Regions from separate parts of the Mus musculus genome. Here regions 2, 3, 4, 5 and 6 are each linked to region 1. A link is a contact called in public promoter capture Hi-C data. All regions are on one chromosome and are shown on one strand. Each heading gives the region's core, a stretch centred on a gene start, on an enhancer-like site or on the middle of the called end of the contact. The rest is flanking DNA. Distances are from core to core; before and after follow the strand shown.

The links. Promoter capture Hi-C pulls out the DNA fragments that hold promoters and counts their contacts.
Region 2: a contact with region 1 is called in a promoter capture Hi-C map of pre-B cells. The contact joins the promoter of Fbxo44 here to the promoter of Pramel12 in region 1. A contact is called at or near these places in 1 of 39 promoter capture datasets (pre-B cells), 1 of 484 Hi-C or Micro-C datasets (CD8 T cells) and 1 of 9 other capture datasets (liver).
Region 3: a contact with region 1 is called in a promoter capture Hi-C map of pre-B cells. The contact joins the promoter of Agtrap here to the promoter of Pramel12 in region 1. A contact is called at or near these places in 2 of 39 promoter capture datasets (cranial neural crest and pre-B cells).
Region 4: a promoter capture Hi-C map of pre-B cells shows a contact between it and region 1. The contact joins the promoter of Mfn2 here to the promoter of Pramel12 in region 1. A contact is called at or near these places in 3 of 39 promoter capture datasets (cranial neural crest, maxillary cranial neural crest and pre-B cells).
Region 5: a promoter capture Hi-C map of pre-B cells shows a contact between it and region 1. The contact joins the promoter of Fv1 here to the promoter of Pramel12 in region 1. A contact is called at or near these places in 5 of 39 promoter capture datasets (cranial neural crest, frontonasal cranial neural crest, liver and 2 more) and 1 of 484 Hi-C or Micro-C datasets (rod photoreceptor).
Region 6: a promoter capture Hi-C map of liver shows a contact between it and region 1, with 4 times the contacts expected there. The contact joins the promoter of Zfp933 here to the promoter of Pramel12 in region 1. A contact is called at or near these places in 4 of 39 promoter capture datasets (cranial neural crest, liver, pre-B cells and 1 more) and 1 of 484 Hi-C or Micro-C datasets (rod photoreceptor).

The regions. Positions count from the first base shown.
Region 1 is chr4:143,411,110-143,413,730 of GRCm38.p6, reverse strand. It overlaps Pramel12 (PRAME like 12), which reads right to left and starts at 1,305. Exons shown (of 5, transcript NM_172877.3): 1 at 640-1,305.
Region 2 is chr4:148,158,796-148,161,416 of GRCm38.p6, reverse strand. Fbxo44 (F-box protein 44) reads left to right here and starts at 1,323. Exons shown (of 6, transcript NM_173401.5): 1 at 1,323-1,674; 2 at 2,594-2,621. The coding sequence starts at 2,616. It overlaps Fbxo2 (F-box protein 2), which reads right to left and starts at 749. Exons shown (of 6, transcript NM_176848.1): 1 at 706-749. The coding sequence starts at 727.
Region 3 is chr4:148,086,748-148,089,368 of GRCm38.p6, reverse strand. It overlaps Agtrap (angiotensin II, type I receptor-associated protein), which reads left to right and starts at 1,305. Exons shown (of 5, transcript NM_009642.5): 1 at 1,305-1,452. The coding sequence starts at 1,426.
Region 4 is chr4:147,903,593-147,906,213 of GRCm38.p6, reverse strand. Mfn2 (mitofusin 2) reads left to right here and starts at 1,305. Exons shown (of 19, transcript NM_133201.3): 1 at 1,305-1,556.
Region 5 is chr4:147,867,667-147,870,287 of GRCm38.p6, reverse strand. It overlaps Fv1 (Friend virus susceptibility 1), which reads right to left and starts at 1,309. Exons shown (of 1, transcript NM_010244.3): 1 at 1-1,309. The coding sequence starts at 1,309. It overlaps Miip (migration and invasion inhibitory protein), which reads left to right and starts at 1,569. Exons shown (of 10, transcript NM_001025365.2): 1 at 1,569-1,919.
Region 6 is chr4:147,847,078-147,849,698 of GRCm38.p6, reverse strand. It overlaps Zfp933 (zinc finger protein 933), which reads left to right and starts at 1,281. Exons shown (of 4, transcript NM_198619.3): 1 at 1,281-1,421. The coding sequence starts at 1,419.

The sequences.
Region 1 (2,621 bases), core at 56-2,555:
TGAATAAAATCCAAACTCTAAGAAGATGGAATTAAAAGGATCAGATAAGACTATGTCTTCAAAATAAAATGAAATGAAAATTTTAAAATGTGAAGTCAGATATGATGAGACTACATGTGAATTCTACCATATTCTGCATGTGACTCTGTCTCTAAAAAGAAAAATTAAAATAAGCCTTAAATATTGAATCATTAATTCAACATTCAGAGGGGTGAGGCAGTCTGAAGCCAACCTGAGCTAGACTAAGGCCCCATCTAAAAAAACAAAAACAAAAACAAAAAACAAAGAAAAAATTTAACTTGACACAAACCAAGGTATAATTCTAGATATTCCATTAACTTTCAGCTTGTAGTTCCAGCTTGGGGAGGCAGATGCAGAACTGCCAGGTAATTTAAAAGCACTCTTGGCTGATCTGCGTTCTAGGTGGGCCTGGGCAGCAAAGTAAGGTCATGCCTCAAATAAAATAAAATAATAAATGAAACCAGCAAATTAAGGTCGAAGATGATGGCAACCATCACTATTAGTAAACTCAATGCCTGCGATCTGTTCCTGGGAAGAGAAGAAATCAGAGTTCCTTTGGCATCTTGGGTCAAGTGGCCCTCAATCAAAACTGTGCCCTTCTGGAGGTGACTGACTTACCAGAAACAAGAACTGATGGCAGAACTCAGAATCCCAGCAGGCCCAGGCAGTCAGTCCAAGCTCGGACTCCAAGTGCTGGTGAGTGTCTTCCCGAGCTTCTCTAAAGCTTTTATAGCCATCTTCACTTCAAACTTCCGGCCTGAGGCGTTTTCATCCGTCTCGCACTTCCGGCCTGCAGCGTTTTCATCCGTATCTGTCTCGCACTTCCGGCCTGAAGTGTTTTAGCCGTATCCGGTCCCACACTTCCGGGTTCCGTTTTATACTTCCGGCCTGAAGCGGTTTTTATTTTTTTGTTTTTCGGCGGTTTGTTTTTTGTTTTTTGTTTTCTTTTTGGTCGCCCCTCCCCCGGCTCGGTCCGCGTATTCTGTCTCACATTTCCGGTTTGTAGTCCCGCCTGTCAACCACAAGCCGTCCTCTGATTGGATGACTGAGTTTCCGCCACGTCTGGGCGTTTTCTGTTTCTGTATTGATTGACAACATAGTCTCCGTGGAAAAGGAAAAAAAAAAAAGAAAGAAAGAAAAAAACAGCCGGGAAAACCGCGCACATCCGCGGAGAGGCAGATGCAGGCGGATCTCTGGGGAGGTAAAGCCAAATTCACGGAGATGAGGGAAAAAAATCCTGAAAGCCGCGGAAGCGGTTCACGCCCTTAATCCCAGAACTCCTGTGAGCGATTCAGGCGGATCCCTGTGACGTCCGGAGCAGCCTGCTCTACGTAGAGCTCCAATACAGCCAGGACTACATAGTGAAACTCTGACTCAAAAAATAATAATTTAAAAAAAAAAACTGAGATTCCGTGAAAGTCAAAAGCCGATGCGTTAATTCACTTCATTCAATTTGTTTTCTGTATTTGCTTTACTTATTTATTTTCTTGTTAATTCACTTGGTTCTGCATTTCTTTCATGAATGAAAAAATAATAAACTAAGGACATGGCTGCTTCTAAGTATGGTGGAGGAGGAGGTTTATTGTAGGGGAAAAGGGAAGCATAGGCAGACAGCTGGGGGAGTTCAGAGTGGACATAACCCCTGAGCCATAAGACCCGGGTGCTGTGGCCAAAAGGTAAAAAGGGGGCAGGTAACTAAAATGGCTGGGTTATATAGAGAAGGGCAACACAAGCTGGAGAATTTGGGGTAGAAGGTGGAGTGTGCCAGCCATACCCTGTAACAAGGGGTACTGGGAGAACGTGGCAGCCTGGTCCACATTGATATGTTAAATAGGCACCTCAGCCATTTATTTGAGACTTAGAGTTTCAGAGGTGGAATCTTGCTCAGTACCTAAGGTTGATTTGGAACTCCAACTCTTAGCCAGTCTCCAGTCTCCACCTTCCTCTGGGGTTGAGCCAAGAGGAAGTTGTGAGCCAACATACCTGGCGGAATTGTATTCATTTGTGGCCCACTTAGTTCTAAGTATGAGTCACTGGGGATAGGAGTTTTAATCTGTGCCTGACGAATAGACATTTCTTAAAGCTGATATTATTATTGGCAAAGTTACGAATATGTTCTGGATCAGGGCCTGAGCTGGATGCTCTCTACCAGTCATCTGCTGTGGCATCTTCTCAGAAGGCAGGAAGATGTTCCCATTAATACTGCAGTAAGTGGCCTGGGAAGAAAGCTCAGTTTATAGAACAGTTGCTGCCCAGTATTCTCAAAGGTGCACTGTCCAGCAAGCACTGCATGCACCAGACAGACACTGTGGGGCATACTTGTAATCTCAGAACTAAAAAGTTAAGAGTTAGGAGGATCAGTTCAAAGTCATTTTTCCCCAAGCTTCATTGCCGGCCCAGGCTATATAGACCCTTACTCTCAAACGATGAAGAAACTTGCCTTTGAGAACAAAGGTTTTCCACATTAGGTTTTCCAGAAGGTAGAAGATGCTTCAGAAAGTGTCAGCCAGCACACTGGCTAGAGAACATGCAATAGAGAGTGGGGGCTGTGGGGTGGGTGAAATGGCTCATAGGTAAGGAGACCTGCCACAGCACTAGAC
Region 2 (2,621 bases), core at 74-2,573, 4.7 Mb before region 1:
AAGCCAGGCACCGACTGAGAGTGAGGACTTGGGAGTAGGAGGGAAGACTGGCCACCTCTGTTCCCTCACCTCCTCCCCTAAAGAGTGAACACTCCGAGCTGAGCATAGTTAGTGAGGAAGGGATAAGAGTCAAGGCAGGCAGGTCTGACTCAGCAAGCAGCCCCCTACAGGCCCAGCAGGGAGCCGGAGGGCAGAAGGGGTGGGGTCTTTGGTGCCAGAAAAGATGACTGGGCAATCCTTGAGGACCCAGAGCTTCTGCCAAAAGCAGCCTTCCTCACCCCTAGCCTGGTTCCCACGGAACAGCCCCGCTACTCCAATACAAGACGGCCCCTCCAGAGAAGGGAGTCCCTCAGGAAGCTAGGATGGAGGCAGGATAAAGTTTGTAAACCCTAGGACCCCGCGGGGACTCCGGAGGCTCAAGAGGCAGGGAGGGCAGCGCTAGCAAATGGAAGAAGTTCATGGAAGCAAAAGCTTGCAAGAACCCGGCTCTCAAACCCCAGGAAGTCTGGAGCCTGAGATGCCAGAGTCCTCCGATGCCATTTTGGAGACCCAGGCGTCCTCCTCCCTCCACACCACGACACCAGGCAGAAACCTGCTCCCTAGACTATCTCTAGGGTTTTCCTGGCGCGAAAGTTTGAGCGCCTTCTGCGGCGCTGGTCCGCCCTGTCTCCCGAGTCTGTATCTAGCGGGGCCAGCAGCGGATACCTGGATCACCATCTCCATCCATCGCTGCGGTGCTGTCAAGAGAGAAGAGCCTGAGCGCTGCGGGTGGCGAGTCCTGGAGCTGCCCGCGTCAGCCGGGCCCGCGCCGCCGCGCCTCTTAAAGGCCCCGTGCGCCCCGCCTCTGGCCCCCGGCTAAGGGCTGGGAGTCCTGTACCCCCCCACCCCCACCCCCCGCCCCGTAACCCAAGGTGCGGCTTCCGGGAGGAGCCTGGGACTGGAGAGGGGCAGGGACAGCTACAGAATGGGTGGGCTTCTAGTGTGCCTGGAGGATGACTGCAGGAGGACATATGGAGTCGGACTACTGGGGAGTAGAGGGTGCTGGCGCCGAGCCCAGTGGAGTTGGGGGTATCGGAGCTTTCCTCCTCCCCAACCCCCCAGGTAATTTTCCTACGCTGTGATGGGGGCGAATCCGGGGAGTGCGCGGGTGAGGCGGGGCCTGAAGGAATGGTGGGCGGGGCCTTGAGGGCAGTGGGCGGGGCCGCATCGTGAACCAACTCTGGCAGAAAGGCGCAGTTCCAGTACCCAGCGTTGTGGGGCAGCCGGACTAAAAGCTGGTGACGGAGAAAATGGGGTGGGGCGTGGGGCGTGGTCTGACAAACAGTGGGCGGGTCGCACCCCGGGCCTCCATTGGTCCGTAAGGCTCATCCCCAGGATCCAAGGGTATGGCGCAGCGCGACCAAAAGTAGTTGACAAGGAGAATGGGGAGGGAGAGGGGCCAGTGTTGTGGGATGGGGATGGGGCGGGGTCTGATGAGTAGTAGGCGGGGCTGTGTCTTGGGTGCTGTTCTCCAACGTAACCCGGCTAAGAGCAGGTGACAGAAGGAGGGGAGCAGTGAGCGCCCCAGCAAGGAGACGTTTGGCGGGCAGTAGGCAGGTCTGCCTTCCGGGCCACGCAGGCTCGGGCTGTACAGCCCCACGGCCTGGCAGGATCGCTCAGCGCGACGGATCGCAGGTGACTGCGGGAGGGGGAGCGCCCAGTTCGGGGACTGAGGCACAGTGGGCAGAGACCTAGAGGGGAGGGGGGGGGCGCGCGCGCTCTGCGATCATGAGGGCCTAGCGCCTTTAAGGCCCAGGCCTCAGGCTTTCTCCCCTCCCCTCCCCCCACTGTACTGTGAGGCTTCGAAGAACTGGGCTATGGACGCCATCGGTGCTCAGAGATCTGAATCTGGTCTTGAGCAAGGTAGCCCGTTTTAGAGCCAAGCATAAATGGGAGACTGCAGGGGGCCGGGGCGGGTGGGGGGGGTGCGGGAGGGAGATAGGAAGGCTCTTTTCCACTCGTACATCTTTCCTCAGGCTCAGGTAAACGGGTCATATTCTCTGAGATCTTAAGAACGTCACTGAGCCCTTTGTACTCCGTGACCGGTCCTGAGGGCCAGTGATAACCCCCGATCATCATCTCTGTCCCTTTCCCCGTGTGGGGGATGGGGAGGAAATGAAGAGTGGCAAGCTGGAGGGCTCACAAGGCCTCCCATTGTTACCCTCCTCTTAAAAGACTGCTGGCCTATTGAAAATGGCTGGCTCTACCTTCAGTGAGAGCCGGAGCTGCCTCCCCTCCTCTCCTGTTTGTGTGACCTTGGGAAGGTCCCTGGGCGTCCTTAGAGGCTGTTCTTAGGTGCCCGGGTTGGGGGAAATCAGATCTCATGGTTTATTAAGCAACTCCCCGGCCCATGCACCTTGAGCTTCTAGTGACCCAGGAGGGAACTACCATGCCCCAGCCCCTCGTCCCGTTTACTGTGGAAACAGAAGGTCAGAACAGCACAGCAACTCTGTGGCCCCCCGCAGAGTTGGGAATCTCTCTATCCCTGGGTGCTGGGATTGCCACTCGCCAGGGAGAAGGCTCGGTGTATAGCACGGCTCTCCAATACCCACAGGAGCTGGCTAGGAGACGCCACCATGGCA
Region 3 (2,621 bases), core at 56-2,555, 4.7 Mb before region 1:
ACACCCACCAGCCCAGGCTGGGCAGCTCCCGCCTCCTGAGAGCTCTCAGCATGTCTGAAGGCTCAGCAGGGGAGACTTCCTGTTAATTGTCCTGACTGAATGTCTTCCAACTTTTGCTATGTTGGGCAAGTGGACTCCAAGTGGCTGGCTCCTCATATATTGGTGGTACTAGAGCTTGTGTGCATCAGCCACTGACACCCGGCACAGCTCTGATCATTTGGAACTTTACCTAGGCTATGCTGGTACTGTAAACAGATGCTGGTAAACAGATGCTATAACACTGAGCCCTGACCCCCTCATTTTTGGACAAAGTCTCACTGTTGCCCAGGTTGGCTTTAAACTGCTGGGCTCTAGAGTCCTCCAGCCTCTCCTTCCCTTGTGGTGGGGGCTATTCAGCCATCAGCTGGAAAGCCCCTTTCTTGACTTCAGGTCCTGTCTCCCTTTCCTTACCCTGGCTTCAGAACCCAGGATGGAAGGAGAACCATCCACACTCTCGCCTCCCCACTCATGTTGTGGCATGCATCCACCCACCCCACTAAGTAGATCAATAAGACATAAACACGGTCTTACTTTATAAGCCAGGCAGGCTTTGATATCATTATATCTTTGCCTCGACTTCCCCTTCCTTCCTTTCTTTTTAATGTATTCTATGAAATTCTCTTGAAATCCAATAAGCTTGGAAGGAAAATTTAATACAGTAAGAACAGAGCTTCGATTTTTTTTTCAGATTTATTTATTTTTGTCTTGTGTATACGAATGTCTCACCTGCCTGTGTGTGTATATGCACTTGTGTCTGGAGCCTGCGGAGGACAAAAGAGGGTGGTTGTATCACAAGTACATGATTGTGAGCCGGCATGTGGGTTCTGGGAACCCAAGCCTAGAAAAAGTAGTAACATGTGCTCTTAATCACGGAATCCTCTCCAACCCTCACTTTTTATCTTTATGGACATGAATTCATTCACTGATCCTCACAAAGATGATGAGGTAGGCACTGTTCTAATTCTTGTGCAAGGGAAGTAAGAGAGGAGAGAGGATGTTCTGGGCAGACACCAACTGTTACCACACCCGCAGTTTCTGCCCGCTTGCCCCAGGCTCCTCTGGCTGTAGGTCGTCCCACCACCTCACCTCGATCCCACTTAGGCAGCCCGTTGAGCCCCTAGGCTGCAGAAATCCCGACCTCCTGGCTTGAAGCACAGGAGCTGGTAGAGGCCTAGGCAGTAGTAGTAGCAGGAGCCTGAGCCTAGCAGCAAGAGCAGCTGCCTGACGCCGTCTCCTAGCAACCGGCTGCAGTCACGTGGCCGCGCGAGTTGGCCTCCCGCCGTTGGAACTGGCGCAACGCGACGGGCGGGGCCAGGAAGTTTGTTCCCGAGTTCGGAGCCCAGGAGTCCCCGCGGCCGTCGCTCAGGTGCCCTCCGCCGGGTCGGGATGGAGCTGCCTGCCGTGAACTTGAAGGTGGCCGCGCGGCCGGGGCGGGCGGGGGTCCAGGAACCTGGGGAACGGAGTCGGAGCAGAAGGGAAGGTCCAGAGCCCCGGGGAGGAGGCGGCGGACACGGAGAGGGACACCTGGGGACAGAGACGGACAGGGCCGCCCCTCCCGGACAGACCCAGGCTGGCACGGGCACCGGACCGCCCGGGCCTGCGCTCCTGGTGTCCCCCACAGCAGGACAGGGACATCTATCCTTCTGAGAGGTCAGTGCAGTTCGGGGGGGGGGGTCTGTCTGAGTGCTGGCTCAAGTTAGGAGAAATCCGCTGTCCCCAAACAATTGCTTCTCCCTAATTTCCACATGCAGCGTCCTTATTTCATAATTAAGAAGCAGGAACTTAAGAGGTTTCCTAAAATCAAAAACCCCAGAGGCTACTTTGAGCTCCGGGCAGCGGGGCTGCGTAGGATGTCTTCATTTCCTAAGTTCTTTTTCTCTCTCAGCCCTCCTCATTTGCAACAGAGGTGCTGGCCACTTAGCTTCGGCCAGAACCGTGTGGACCTGGAAGTAAACCGGCCATCTTGGGCCTTTGGTGCCAGCTCCGTGAAACCCTAAGACTCCCAGGTGTTAAGCCATTTAGCACCCTTTGGTGTCTGAGAGGAAAGGGCCGGAAGATAGAGGTGCTTTGGAGCAGTTGTGTGATTTCATATGGGCTGGGCTGTGACTTGCTCTGGCCGGTTTCCCATTCCTAAACTGCTGGCTAGCAGCAGGAGGGAGATTGGAGCAAAGGAATGGGCTTGAGCGATCCATTATCTAGGGACAGAATTACAGGCAGGACTTGGAGGCAGTCTGGAGGTCAGGCTCTGCCTTATTCTGCTGGAATAATTACGAGGACAGCACAAGTCTCAATGGTAGAACATTTGAGTAGCCCACCCCAGGCCTGGGGTTCCATCCCAGGACCACACACTAACAAATAATAATAAAACGCAGGAACAGGTGAGAAAAATGTGATGTTTATGGGCTGATATGTTTTATTCATTTGAGTCAGGGTCTCGTGTACTAACTTACTGTGTAGCCTTGAACTTACTGTGTACCTGAGGATTGCCACAAACTTCTGATCCTCCTGCCTCCACCTCTCCAGTGCCAGGATTACACAGTAGTGGCGATGAAACCCAGGGCTTCCTGCAGGATAAGGAAACA
Region 4 (2,621 bases), core at 56-2,555, 4.5 Mb before region 1:
TCATCAATTCAAGGCTGGTTTGGGCTACATAGTGGGAAGCCTGCCCCCAAACAAACAAAAGCAAGGTCGCATGGGCCACAGACACAGTTAAAATATTCAGCTAGCCATATTATCTGCTTTTAAATACTTGGCTTGTTGTTTTTATTTAATGTGTATGGGATGCTGCCTGCATGTATGGAAGTGTATCAGAAGTGTGCCTGGTTCCCCCTGGAAGACAGAGAGGACACTGGATCCCCTGAATTGTAGTTACCGATGTGAGCTAACATGTAGGTGTTGGGTCCTCTGTAAAAGCCATCTCTCTAGGCCCCAACCATATTCATTTATCGTGTGTGGTTGATGTACACGTGCCCTGGCTCTTGTACGGAGGTTAGAGGACAACATTTTATGAGCAGGTTCTTTCCTTCCACCGTGTGGGTTCCTGGAGATGGAACTCAAGCTGTCAGGCTTGGTAGCAGCCATTTATACCTACTGAGCCTTTTTTGTGACCGCCACTATTAGCTCTACTTTTAGAAGTAAGAAGAAACGGGGTGGGGGGGGCGATTTAATTAAGATAATGTATTTCATTTAGCCCAGTTTATCCAAAGCTATAACAACACATCAATATAAAATTACTAATAAGGTAGTTTGCATTTCTTTTTATATTAAACATTGGGGCATTTCTCAGTTTGTAGCAGCTGCATTTCAGGGTCTCAGTAGCTACAAGTGGCTGGTGGGTGTTACTACAGAGCCCAGGCTTGGAGCCCTCCCAGCTTGGGGTCCAATGCAGTATCCCAGTTCTTGGAACAAAATGAGGGGCCAGTGAATGGCATGTGAGGTTGGATAATCATGTCCTGAATGTCCTGGGACTGAGTGAAAATTAAAAACTGCATGTTAGATAGCCAGTGCAATGACTGTCACCTAGTAGCTGCCTGATGCGTTGTGGCTGCTGTTTAGTTGCCTCAAAGGCAACTGAAGGACAATTACTTCACCCTAACGGTCTGTTTGTTCCCTTTGAAGACACTCGGATTATGAAATGCGAGTCTGGATTTCAAAACTGACAGGTGTTATACAGGGTCAAATTCTGGAGCAGCAACAACAAAAAAGGCGCAACAACAAAAAAGGCGCACGCAAACCTCTAATCGGTACCCTTGTCGTGTCCTGCCCGCTCCCCTCCCCGCCGTCCACCCTCTCCCCTCCCCCAACCCCCGTCCCGTTCTCCCACCCCTCCAACCCCTGCTTGACAGCTCGAGGCTCCGCCCTACCCCACCCTGACGGACGCTGATCCAAACTACAACTCCCATGACGCGCTGGGAGCCCCACCCTACAGCTTACGTCATCTGCACGAGACACGGGACGGTTACCAGGCACGCGGGGGCTCCTTTTGGAGCGCGGAGTTCCTAGACACTGTGGTATAGGAGTGGTAAGGTTGAGGTGACAGCGTTCAGAGGCCATCGGCTCGTCCGGGCTGCAGCGGGGCGAGTGACGAGCGCAGCCCCCTCCCCTCCCGCTTCTCTCGGTGTGGCGCCGGCTAGTGACGTGTTGGGTGTGATGGCCGCCGCGAGGCCGGGAAGGTGAAGGTGAGAGGGCGAGCGCGCCGGGGTGGTGGAACCGGCAGGCCCGGGCCGGGAGAGTCCTGAGCCACCCGGCTTAGGACGCTGGGCCTCTGGGGCCTCTGGGCCTCGGGCTCAGGCTCGGGTCACACGGGCGTTTCCCCTGCTGCGGCCTCGCCGTCAAGCCCTGCTCGGCTCTGAGGAGGGGGCGGGCCACCGGACTGAAGGCTGGGAGGTGGGCTCCTCCTCGCAGCTCCCCACACCCTGATGTCTCAGCCCTGTGATCTCCATTCAAGGTCCCTGACCCATTCCCGGTTTTCATCCAGTACTTTTCTTTTTTTGCCAGCATTTTTTTTTTTTCAGCACCCGGTTCACTGTACCCCACTTACGGTGGAAGTCTTTTTACTTATATGCCTTTTCATTGCACCGTTAAGACTCTGAGGGTTGGAGCTATTCTTAATCCGTCCCTGACCCTAGCACCTAACACATTGAAAGGCCACAGTGAATACTGAAAAAGATAGCTGTTTGGAAGGAGAAAGGCAACACTACTGGCCTCCATCTCTTGTAGTACTTTTCTATCCTGTTTTCTAGCTTTGCCAATCATCTCTCCCTTCGTCAGAAAAGGACTCTTGATTGTCCCCTTTTTGTCTTAGGTAGGAAAACACAAGTGAGCTTTGGAGTCACAGCTAGTGTAGTTTGGTGTCTAGCTTGGCTGCTTGGCTCTATACATCTTCCTAGTACTGTAGAGACCAAGTTTGCTCCATAGACTTGAGAATGGAAGGAGAGACTTTACAGTAGCAGGGATACTCTGGCCTTTGTCAGGTCTATTTTTCTTCCTCTCCTCTCCACTCCCCTTCCACTTCTAGTTGGCAGTTCCCCAGTCCTGAAGGCCAGGCCTTGGCCTGATTCAGCTCCCTTCTCTCTCTGGCTGTGTCTTAGCGAGGACCTCTTTGGTGCCTTGCATTAGCACATGGCTTAATATATTAGCACACGGCTAATGTGTTTGTCTCATTGTCATTGTTATTGTCTCCTCCCCCTCCACACACACACTTCCTCACCTGCTTCCTCAACACCGCAATGAGTAAGCTTCCC
Region 5 (2,621 bases), core at 60-2,559, 4.5 Mb before region 1:
CTGCTGTTGGCTTTAAACTTAATTCTATTAGATCATGCAACTGAGCAGCCACGCTCCCCACTGTTATGTCCTTTATACAGAGGAGGCTAAATACAAAGCTCTTCCAAGTCTCTCTAGTTTCCCGGACAAAAGTTATCCTCATAGCTCTCGTGATGGGTACATCTTCCGGGCCCCTCCACTGTGGACAAGTAGCTTTTACACAAAGCCACTCTATCATTCCAAGTTCCCTAAGCCTTTCAATCCCATCCTCAATAGAATACCACTCCAGGGTGTCAGGCGACTGCAGCTCTCTTGTAGTAGGCCATCTCTGGACCCATGCTTCAGCCAACCAATCAAACAAACTCTTCACACCATTATCTTCAACAGTGCGGGCTATGACATTAAACTCACTATCAAGGCTCAAAGGACCTAAACTGAGAAATTCAATCTGATCCAGTATTGTGAGCCTCCCACCATTATCCCACACCCTTAAAATCCATTTCCTAGCATGTTCCTTTGCCTTTTGGCGATTTGAGTGAGCAAGTGAATTGAGTTCATGATTAGTATGGCGGTGTTTCTGACTTGTAAGGTCAGACAGAGACTTGGGTCTGGTGACAGGTTCAGAAGTAACTAAGGATGTTGAAGACTGGATCTGAGGGGCATCTGCTTTGTCCTGCTGGGTGCGTTCTTTAGACAAGGCATAACCACTTTCCTCAGACAAGGATGGAGAGGCCAAGACAGTGGGCAACTCAGCTTCCTCAGACCCTTCAGAATCTATGTCCTCCCACACATCTCCATCCCAGGTTACCGGATCCCATTCTTTACCAATCAGTGCCCTCACCTTATCTGCAGACACTTTCCGGGCAGGCTGACACATGACCTGGGATTGCACATCAGCTAACCTCACAATGAGGGCTTCAGTCTGTTTTTCCCCAACTTCAATCCTGTGGCGGTAGGAAAGAAGAGTCTCCCCCAGGACACACTTAGAAGCCTTTAGATCATTTATGTGCATTCGGAGCTGGGAAATTTCATCTCTGAATTGGTCCCTTTCCTTTGTTACTTTATCCAGAAATGCCAGAAGCAGCTCGCCAACTGCGTCATAGTCCCTAATCTTGCAGAAATGTTCAAAAGTATGGTACACAGAGTCATTAAGTTCCTTACCGCTCGAAAAGGATGAATCGGGGAGATCGGCCACATTTATCTTCTGCAGCAGCTCACGCCATGGGTTAACAGTGTCATTATCCGGAGAGTCATTATCCGGAGAGTCCTCGGCAAGTTCAGGTTTGAAGAGCCAGCTCGAGAAACCAGCAAGCGCACGTGGGAAATTCATCTTCAGACTTTTGTTTCCCTAGAACTCGGCTACTGCGTCCTACAAGCCTCGGATCCAAATTCCAGTTCGTCCCTGGCAAAAGCACTCTGGGGAGTTGCTAGTGTGGGGTCCGCGTGAAAAGGTCAAAGTTGCCGGAGTCTCTAGCCCCACCTATCCACTGCCATTAGAGACTTTACATCCGGAAATTGCGTAACCGAGTACTACTGACCAACCAGAGCCTGTCCTCAATTTGAATTGGTAGAATTAGCATTAACAGTTAACCAATCAGCAATGAGGTCCCATTAGCCCCTCCTTTCCATATTGAAACTGCCGCTTCCGGATGCGAAGAAACAAATATAAGGCGTCCTGGCACTGTCAATTGGCCGAGCAGGACAGCGGCGGAGGCCCCGCCCCAGCCTTAGCCAATTAGGACAACCACTGGAGGTTCCGCCCCTGCTGGAGGCGGATTCCCCGGCTGCTGGGAATCTGGGCTTTCGGGCGGAGAGCGTTGGCGTCCTTTTATCCATGGCAGCCGCTGATCTCGGGACCACAGAGGCGTGCCTTCGTCCCGCTAGACCGGTAGAGAAGGGGCAAGCGCCTAGGCCCCGGTGTGCACCCTGCCTGAGTGCGCGTGAGTGAGATGCTGGGGTCTTCTCTGCTCGCCCCCTGCAGCCTGCTCCGAAACCCAAGTCTCCAGGGGCCTGTAGGGTGGCAGGGCTGGGAAGGATAGGGGGGTCTGATTCGGCTGGAGGAGTCTGGGCTGGGGTTGTAAGAGAAGTGGGAAGTGCTTCTTTATATTGCAGACATCTCTTCCAGAAGCAAAAGAAAGTGTCTGGAGAGACGGCTCAGTGCTCTTAACCACTGAGTTCAATTCCCAGCAACCACATGGTGGCTCACAACCATCAGTAATGGAATCCTACGCCTTCTTCTGGTGTGTCCGAACAAATAAATAAATCTTTGAGAAAGAGAGAGAGAGAGAGAGAGAGAGAGAGAGAGAGCCCCTGAGTATAATTTTTGAGGACCAAAGCTGGCCGGAGAAGGGGTGGGGGTGGGGTTTGTGTCCCAGTCAGGGCCATGCTTTCCTCCGTGCAGACCCTTCATAGGGAGTCATGTGTCAACAAAGGTTTATTTGCCCCAGAGCACAGCCAACAGAACAGAGAAACGATTCCACCCAAGTGTGGCTGGGTGAACCAAGGAGTGTACGTATTGGGGTCATGACCCAAAGGCAGCTACATCACTGACAGTCCCACCGAGCACGGGTTCTGATCCACCCCCGCGCAGCTTTCAGGCAGCTCCATCTGAGAATGCTCTCCCCTGGACATAGTTTAAATCA
Region 6 (2,621 bases), core at 32-2,531, 4.4 Mb before region 1:
ATCACTTCCAACCCAGTCTCTCCTGCAAGGAGGACTGACCAGTCAGAACTCTCCGATTCTAATTTCTGCCCCGAGGAATGGCAGCCTTTTTCCTTCTCCAAGCTTGTGATTCCTGGGACAATTGCAGTTTCAGCCATCCTAGGAAGCCATCCTCAGCCCTCAGGTGCTGGCCACAGGGAAATCCCTGGTCACCCACAGCCCTTCTTCCTCTCTATGGACAGAACTCTGAGTCCTAAAAAGGTAAGAAGATGCATCCTCCATGTGTTCACAGAGAGGCAAAGGCAAAAAGCCTGGGGAATGTTCAACAAGGATGAACTCAGTGGCTTATCTTTTATGGGACGATCTTGAGTTTAGAACAGGCTAGAGCACAGGAAGGAAGAGCTGAGGAGGGTCTCCACATCTCCCCCATTGCAGACATTTCCTAGTTATAATGTCCAGCGTACAACCTTCCATGCGACTACCATGATTTCACAGGAAGCCAGTAAAGTCATTCACACTTTGGCCAAGCCTTGACTCTTCCACAGGCTGGCACTACAAGGTTCCTTTCTGCAGTCCTGGCTGTTCTAGAATTCTCTCTATAGATCAAGTTGGCCTCAAGGTCAAGCGATCCCTCTACCTATGCTAAACCATGTCTGCCTTCATTTCTCGTTCTTGATGCTGGACAGAGACCCCATCACTCCTCCATCATGTATTGTCGCTGAGGCCATTTCAGGTTTAACTAGAATTTGATTTCCTTGATCAAGAATTCTAGGAAAATTACTCAACTCCACTTCTAGGAACCCAAGGTCAGGATATCCTTGCTAACTTATCTCAACCTGTTTGTGCTGGAACCCCCTCTGGCTAACTGCTTATCTTAGCTTCTACTAGAGACTGCTTGTTTCTGTGAGGATTCTACTTTGGTTGCCAGATGTAAAAATCTGGAGCTAGGGCACTCAGTGCCCTCGGCAGCTCAGCTCACTCTCCAGTGTACGTATTGAAGAGAGACTGTGGGGTAGAGTTATCGTCCTATGAACCTCTGTACGCTAATCCTGATTTTTGCTGGAAATAGACCAACTCAACAATTTTGAACCAAATTTAAAGCAGGCATTTATTAAATATTAAATACTGACCAAGAGACAGACCTGGGTCAGTAAAATTCCCCCGGAATTTGCCAGCGCGAACGGCCTCAGTCACGTGTTACAGCGGTTTCTTTTTAGATATTCAACTAGACCACCGTACTTTCCCATGAGCCTTTGTTATTTCCAAAGAACTACAATTCCCAGCATTCCAGGAACTTACGTAGTTCCGGGGCAGAGGAGGCTTCCAGGTTAATTTTGAGAATTACAGATGCAAGCTCTCCACCTTGATTTCAGGAGGAAGAAGGGGAAGTTAGTAGTGGGTGGTCTGAGGGACGCTCAGGCAAGGTCCTAAGTCTCGACATGGTGAGTACAGGGTCACTGCCCATATCGGGGAGGAGCAGGCGGATGAACCTGGGGAGCTGGTGTGGTGGGTTCTCCTCGGGACTGGGTGGTAAGCGGAGGCCAGATGTGGCCACCTGTGGGGTCTGTTTTAGTTCTAGTCATTCCCTGGACCCGGTAGTGGGCTCTGAATAACGTCACTATCCGGACTGCTTCTGCGCCAAGCATTTGGAGTAAGGACTTGTGTGCAGGATCATCCTTGGCAAGATGCCAAACTCGAAGAGACCTGGTTTCTCACAGTATCTTCTACAACTTTTTTCCTTTAGCATTTAACGTTTAGTTGTAAGGTCCATTTGGAGTTCATTTTGTGGCGGTTGTAAAAGGTGTCTCACGTGTTGGGTAACACTACAATGTTAATCTGTGATGTAGAAGAATAGGATTTATGATGTAAAGGAATTGCAGTGCTTAGGAGAGGGTAAGTCACACCACATAGAATTTAGATAAGTGAGGATGCCATCTAAAACACCCTACAGATGGGTACTATGCTAACCATGTCTGTTAGATAGGATGCTAGGATACACATTTTTGTTCACTAGGATTGTCCAGAAATATGGCTGAAGAGCAGAACAAAGGAGACAAACCAGATTTACAACCAGCTGCTAGGCCATTCCCATTGATAAGTTATTTGTTCTCTGCTGCTCAAATGAGCCAGTTCAAGCCAGCTTGGATTATATTAAATGTCAGTTTATTGGGAAGCCGCTCTTGTTCACTGGCCCCAAGGACCGAGGTCAAGGAAGTTACCATGGTGAGAGAGGGAGGCAGAGAAAGAGAAAGCAGGCAGGGGACAGAGAGAATAGGAGAAAAAGAGAAAGTGAGAAGAGAGCAAGAGAGAGAGAGAGAGAGAGAGAGAGAGAGAGAGAGAGAGAGAGAGAGAGAGAGAGAGAGAGAGATTGCAACATGAGCAAGACTACACTGTTGTCAATTTCTTGCAAAGGAACAACTCTGTAGTGTTGAGGGCTGTTTTTTTTTTTTTTTTTCAAGTAAGGCTTTCCATGTGATGGGGGGGGGTGGGGAGAGAGAGAGAGAGAGAGAGAGAGAGAGAGAGAGAGAGAGAAAGATTTTGAATTAGTCAGTGTGGAGAGGAGTTTTGAGTCAGAACAGCTGAGTTGACCAGCCAGCAAGAGTTCAGGAAAATCTAGGAAAGGCGAGCTTATTCAGCAGTAA